2 separate regions of the Mus musculus genome follow, and region 2 is linked to region 1. A link is a contact called in public HiChIP or PLAC-seq data. All regions are on one chromosome and are shown on one strand. Each heading gives the region's core, a stretch centred on a gene start, on an enhancer-like site or on the middle of the called end of the contact. The rest is flanking DNA. Distances are from core to core; before and after follow the strand shown. Region 1 overlaps Spats1 (spermatogenesis associated, serine-rich 1). Region 2 has its middle 7.7 kb from the start of Gm52283.

Region 1 (3,521 bases), core at 364-2,863:
GGCAGAGAGAGATAGGGAGAAACAGAGACACACAGAGAGACAGATAGAGGGACAGACAGAGGGACAGAGACAGATACGTTGGAGTCACAGAGACAGATTGACAGACACACATAGAGGAGACAGAAAGAAAGCTACAGATAGTTAGGTAGATAGGTAGGTAGATATATAGGTAGATATATAGATAGATGGATGGATGGATGGATGGATAGATAAGTAGTTAGGTAGATATACAGATAGATAGATGGATGGATGGATAGATTGATAGATAGGATGGCTGATGTTCAGCTTGCTTCTCTTTATTCAACCCAGGATTCTGTCTACATACCAGCCTTTCTACCTCAGTAAACCTAATCTAGAAGCCCTCACTGGTATGCTCAGAGATGTGTCCTAGGTGAATTGAGATCCCCTCAGTTGAGCCCATTGACCTCTCTGTGTAGGTCTGTGTCAGCATACAGCAGCATTCAGAGAAGAGTGAAGCAACCCAGTGACGCATTTCTCAAGTCATCCAGTGACACGCTAGAACAGCCGAGTTGCAGTATGCAGAGCATGTCCTCTCTAGTTGCATGGGTCCCAGACCTTCCCCTGTAACAGTGCTTCAGGCCTGTGTGGCTGTTCGCATTTGCTGTTTTTCTCGTCCTAAAGGACTGATGGTTTTTATTTCATGTATGAGTGTTTGTTTGCATCAGGTTGCCCAGAACTGGAGTTACAGATGGAAATGAAGTTACAGAGAGACTCAAGTCCTCCACACAAGCACTCGCAGTCAGGAAGCGGAGTGCAGGGAGCACCCCAAGCCCCCAGGCCTCCCATCAGAACACACCCCAAGCCCCCGGGCCTCCCATCAGAACACACCCCAAGCCCCCAGGCCTCTCATCAGAACACACCCCAAGCCCCCGGGCTTCCCATCAGAACACACCCCAAGCCCCCGGGCTTCCCATCAGAACACACCCCAAGCCCCCGGGCCTCCCATCAGAACACACCCCAAGCCCCCGGGCTTCCTATCAGAACACACCCCAAGCCCCCGGGCCTCCCATCTGACCTCTGCTCTTCGCTGGCTACCCAGGGGCTTCTCCTGCAGCTCTAGAACGACTGGATTCTTTTGTTGTTTAGTCACTTTAACTAGTTTTATAAGGACAGTTTCAAATGAACTGGGCACCCAAAGGGCCAGTATCTAGCCTGAGGAAGCACAGTGGTTTCCCTTCTTTGGTGGCTGTGTGTCCACAGGTCGCTGTGGTGCACCACACATGTGGGGCCAGGACCATGCTGCACCCAGATAGGCTGCCAGAACTGATCTATAGTGCGCATCCCCCCTCTCCCCACAGCCACTGGAGGGACGGCTGATCACAGGGAGGATGTTAGGACCCTTCCCAGCCTCTGTAGCATGTGTGAGCCTGTAACTTTGGTGAGTTCTGAAAGGGAAGGAAAACTACAACTGAGCAGCTTCTTGAATAACTTTCCTCCTCTTCCTCCCGTGCCTAGTTTCCCTGAGTTTGATGCTACCCCTGATGCAGAACCAAGGGCTTTTATGCACGGAGAAAGTCTCCAGTTTAGCTGGGTGTGGTGGTGCATACCTACAGTTAGGAGGCTGAAGATCAAGAGATCGAGGCTGGGGGCTGGGAAGATGGCTCAGTAGGTAAAGCTTACCTCACAAGCATGAGCATCTGAGTATAGACCCCAGCACCATGTAAGAAACGGTAGGCACGAGAGTATGTGCCCATAATCCCAGTGACGTCAGGGGTAAGAAGATCCCAGCGATCAAGTCAAATGAGTGAGCTCTTGGTCCAGTGTGAGATCCTGTCTCAAAAAGTAAGATGGACAGGGATGCAGAGGTAGTATGGCTGTTAAGAGCACTGATTGCTCTTCCAGAGGGCACAGGTTTTATTCCCAGTACCCACATGGTGGCTAACAGCTTAACTCCAGTTCCAGGGGAGTCAGTGCCCTTCTCTGACTTCCATGGGCACCAGGCAGACACATGGTACACAGACATACAAGCAGGCAAAGCACCCAAACATACAGAAGCAAAAGTAATTGTTTTAAAATAGGTGAAAAAGCAATTGAAGAAGACATTGATGCTGATTTTTGCTACATAATCCTACACTCACACATATGTACCTACCTGAACATACATGTATATACAGACGTGCACACACCTCACAAAAGTTCAGTCTAGCCTGGACTACATAGTGAAACTGCATACATGGTCAGGAGCACTGGCTGTTTTCCTTGAGGACCTGGGTTTCGTTCCTGGCACTGACATGGTGGTTCATAACCACCTGTAACTCCATGTCCAGGAAGACCCAAGGCCCTCTTCCGGCCTCTGTGGGTACTGCATGCATGTGTGGCGGACATGTGTACTTGCAGACAAAGGCTCATACACATTTTTTAAAAAAGTTTATGTGGGTTGGTGAGATGACTCAGCGGTTAAGAGGGCTGACTGCTCTTCCAGAGGTCTTGAGTTCAATCCCCAGCAACCACATGGTGGCTCACAACCATCTGTAATGGGATCTGATGCCCTCTTCCGCTGTGTCTGAAGAGAGTGACACTGTACTCATATACATAAAATAAATAAAATAAATCTAAAGAAAAAAATGTGTGTATGTGAGAGGGCTGTAAGCCGATAGGGCCTGAGGAGGGGTGGGTTTAACAGCTTGTCATCTAATTGTCTTGAGGGCCTGGAGCAGCGCTAACAGAAGGGTTTCTGATGTCTTGCAGAAGATGGGCAGCGTCCTGAGTGGACATTTTATCCAAGGTTCAGCAGCAACATCCACACCTACCACATTGGAAAGCAGTGCTTCTTCAATGGGGTCTTCCGGGGCAACAGGAGGTCTGTGGCAGAGAGGACAGTGGACAACAGCCTCGGGAAGAAGAAATACGGTAGTGTGTTTCCTCCATCAAAGGTGGAAAAAAAAAGAAAAGAAAAGAAAGAAAGAAAGAAAGAAAGAAAGAAAGAAAGAAAGAAAGAAAGCAAGCAAGTCCCAGCTGTGGAGCCTGCTTTCTCTGGCTGGGAACAGCTCTGCAGGGCCATCCTGTTTTCCCACAGTGCAGCCAGGAAGACAGGAAGGCAGAGAGCCTCGTTCCAGGTGGCAGGTTTTGATAAAGGGCCCAGAATGCATGCTGGTCCACTTTTGTTTTTCTCCGACTCTCATGAAATGCTAATGTGGCATTTAAGTCGCCAGATGAGTCCCTTCAGATTGTTAATAGCAGCCTCATTGAAGTCCGAAGGAAATAATGCATGTTTCAGTTGGAGGGCACCTGTCACTCACATACATCTAAAGTAAGCCTTGGCATGAAGTATAAAGTGCTATTTTTAAATTTACTACAACGAAAATATCTATACGTACGCCGTATCTAAATCCATGCAGCACCTTAGTTCGTAACTTGGTGAGTTCTCCCTCTCAACTCACTCTGAATTGGCTTCTCAAAAGATCCTCAGAGGGCGCTTCTTACAGAAATACCCATGGAGGAGGAGGCTGCCAACGCCTCAGTGATGAATAAGGTCTTTGTAGAAGCTGTGCAAAAAGAAG
Region 2 (3,521 bases), core at 605-3,104, 160 kb before region 1:
GCTCTTTCAAAGGTCCTGAGTTCAATTCCCAGCAACCACATGGTGGCTCACAACCATCCATAATGAGATCTGACGCCCTCTTCTGGTGTGTCTGAAGACAACTACAGTGTACTCACATAAATAAAATAAATAAATAGATCTTTTAAAAAAAGATCTATTTATTTTATGTAATATATATCACAGACAAAGAGATCTCCATAAAAACCAAGACTGTGAATGTCAATGTTTGTTGGGCTTTTTTTTTTTTTTTTTAAATATGGACTGCTTCACGAATTTGTGTGTCATCCTTGCGCAGGGCCATGCTAATCTTCTCTGTATCGTTCCAATTTTTTTTTTTTAGTATATGTGCTGCCGAAGTGAGCACGTTTGTTGGGCTTTTATCTATCAGTCTCACTGTGAAAAGGAACACAAAGACCTTTAAAGAGCACTGAACATTGGTTTGCTCTATTTCATTATTCTTTGCTAAGGACACACATGTGTTGGTTCACCTTAAGTGGCCTTGTTGAGCTCAACTTGTGATGACACTGCCACTGTCCTGTGGGGTCCTATTTATATTCCTTCATCACAGATCCTCCCACGTGTTCGCTATATCAAAATATCCTTTCAACCCTGTCTGCTTCAAGAAAACAAGTCTTTAAAGTGTTCACTTTAGCAAGACATGCTCTCATCTATGTGCCCCAACAAAACATCATTCGACAGAACTAACTTTCCAAAGAAACTGGAAGTTTCCACTTCATGTGCTATTTCATCTAACCCAGGAAGCCAGTATGAAATTGTCTAGGAGATTTAGCTATACATAACAAACACGAAGTGGGTCCTGTCTCCACCTCTCTAGCCCTGGGATTGCAGGCAAACACTACACATAGACACACATAATCTCCTAGGTTCAAACTGAAGTTTCCACGTTTGTGCAGCAAGCCCTTTACCACCTGACTGGCTGAGCCCCTCCCCAGCCCCTAGGAACTAGTTCCGTTTTAGGAAGATGAGACGTTTGTCAGCCACAACGGTTGCATGTCTTTCCTCTTGACACTGTCTTTCCACTGGGGTTGGTTAATATCTATCACATAGACATTTGCTCCTTCACTCCGGTAGATCTGTTTTCTCCCAGGCATCTACCACCGAGCCCTGCCTCTCTTCCTCATGACATTTGGCCTATTGGGGTCTTGTGTGTCCTGATTTCGGTAGCTGCAGATCATAACCAAAGGATGGAATGCTTATCTAGTTTCCCCAGGGTTCTGATTCCCCAAGCCCAACACAAAACAAAAACCGCTTAGCATATTCTCGGTAAGACACAGAAAACTGCCTTGAAGTCTGCCTCCCGGGGAAACCACTTCCTGCTCTATCTTCCTCCGGGATCCTGTGGCTCTCTGCCTATGTATTTACTTCTAGGACCTCTGGGGAGCCTGCAGCTCCCTTTTCCTCTCTCCGTGTTTACTCTGCTTCCCAGCGCAGGCCACAGAGTGGGAGTTTCCTGCCTGTTCATCCCCACAGCGGCGTCACTGTCTCTCCTTGACACCCACCTCTCCCGGCCTGGCCTTCAAACTCTGGGTCTCCTGGGGCCTTGGAATCACCTTCCTTCCGGTGTCTGAGTCCCGCTGTCACCTCCCCAAGGACTTCGGGATGCTTCTTTTTGGTTACTGCCACCTACCCAGAGGGATGTCGAAGACTCCCTCAGGCTTTGTTTGTGGCCCCGGCCTTGAGTTCATTAGGCAGTTTTTAAATTCAGTCTGTTCATTACTTGGCTACTCGTCCTTGCTCAGATCCTTTCTTCCTTGAACCCCCCTCCTAAAGCACCCACCCTACCCGTTGAAAGGCATTGCCCGACCTACTTCCTCCTGGAGACCCTGTCTAGGGGCCGCCTCCTTCTCTAGCCACTCCTCTTTCCGCCTCCCCCCTCCCTTCTCTGACCTGCTTTTATGACCTCTGGACAGAAACTTCCCATTTCCTGTTGTGTCTCCCATCCTGACCGTGCATTGAGAGTTTTTCACTGACATTTGGGCCTCACTGGTTTTTAGAGCCCATACCTAGTGAATACTGAATGAGTCTGAGGCTTAGAGGAATGAATGGCTTCAAACTGTCCTGCGCGACCCAGCTCTCCAGCTGGGGCCACCGCAGCCCATTCAGTTTGATGTGCAAACCTCTGTACCACATCTGCCTTGCTCCCAACTTCTTCTGTCACCAAGGTTCCCTGTGAATGTGTTCATTCATCCGTCAAAGGAAAAAAACAAAACAAACACGGAGGTGAGAATTATAAAGGCCTAGAGCTCTGTGCACCTGCAGACAGCAGTGTGATAAACAACCTAGAAGGACTGGGTTTTTCAATGTACTTTTTTTTTTTTTTTTTTCGAGACAGGATTTCTCTGTATAGCTCAGGCTGTCCTGGAACTCACTTTGTAGACCAGACTGGCCTCGAACTCAGAAATCCGCCTGCCTCTGCCTCCCAGGTACTGGGATTAAAGGTATGCGCCACCACACCTGGCTCAATGTACTTTTTAAAACTTATTTTATTTTATTTTATTTTATTTTATTTTATTTTATTTTATTTTATTCTGCTTGGGAATATGCCTGTGTTGCTGTGTGCCTATGCAGGTTGTCTTACAACTTGTGTGGAGTTAGACCTTTTATTCAGTTTCCAGTGAACTCCGGCCAGCAGGCTTGCAAGCATCTTTACTTACTGTGCCATCTTGACAGCCCAGATAGTGTCTTGTTGTTGTTGTTGTTGCTGTTGTTGTTGTTGTATTTGAGAAAGGCTCTCATGGAGCCCAGGCTGGTCTCCAACTCACTAAGCAGCAGAGAAGAATCTTGAACTCCTGCTCCCCCGTCTGTACCTCCTAAGAGCTGGGGTTGGGGACATGGTCCACCATACCTAACCACATAAGAACGTTCCTACTGTTACGTTTTCTACACTAGGTTCTGCCCTGTCTGATCAGTTACATTTCACAGAAAGGTAAACTGAACTACTGACTGCTTTGCGGAAGATTCCATTCAGTAACAGATGAGCTGAGATTGGACCTGCACAGTTAGATCTGTCAACTTAATCACACCTGGTTTTGCTGGTTGCTGTTTTGTTTTGCTCAGTTTTAGTTTTGTTTCTTCTTTGTTGTGTTTGCTTAGACACTCCAGGTCCGGCATTGGATTCCCAATGTAGTGGAGCATGACCTTGAACTTCTGACCCTCTTGCTTCTACCTCCCAGGGCTGGAGTTACAGGGAATTGGACCTAGGGTTTCCTACACGCTAAGTGATCAACTCTAGCAACCCAGCTACAACCCCACTCCCTGTTTTGAAACTTTTATGACTTCACTCAGTTATATCTCCACGTGGGTTATATCTCCACGTAAGTTATATCTCCACGTGAGTTATATCTCCACGTGGGTATGTGTTTGCAGAGATGTTCTGTTTAGCTCCCTGCAGACTTGACACGAGCTGGAGTCATTTGGGAAAAGGGAACCTTGACTGAGAAAATGTCTGGACCAGAAGGATCTGTGGCCAGGATTCCGAGGCATCTTCTTGGTTAATGGTT

The links. HiChIP or PLAC-seq counts read pairs in DNA pulled down with a chosen protein or histone mark.
Region 2: a contact with region 1 is called in an H3K27ac HiChIP or PLAC-seq map of embryonic stem cells, with 13 read pairs. The contact joins two enhancer-like sites. A contact is called at or near these places in 1 of 39 promoter capture datasets (liver), 1 of 484 Hi-C or Micro-C datasets (embryonic stem cells) and 6 of 115 datasets of contacts at active chromatin or transcription factors (all in embryonic stem cells).

Annotation. Positions count from the first base shown.
Region 1 is chr17:45,456,508-45,460,028 of GRCm38.p6, reverse strand. It overlaps Spats1 (spermatogenesis associated, serine-rich 1), which reads left to right. Exons shown (of 8, transcript NM_027649.3): 4 at 2,710-2,871. Among named protein-coding and RNA genes, the nearest start is that of Spats1, 17 kb to the left of the region's middle. Within about 2 kb of position 1,613, at least 13 of the 459 cell types and tissues checked have an H3K27ac peak or open chromatin away from gene starts, as enhancers often do. A contact at or near this core is called in embryonic stem cells, where this site is marked.
Region 2 is chr17:45,617,489-45,621,009 of GRCm38.p6, reverse strand. It overlaps the pseudogene Gm25008. Among named protein-coding and RNA genes, the nearest start is that of Gm52283, 7.7 kb to the left of the region's middle. Within about 2 kb of position 1,854, at least 176 of the 459 cell types and tissues checked have an H3K27ac peak or open chromatin away from gene starts, as enhancers often do. A contact at or near this core is called in embryonic stem cells, where this site is marked.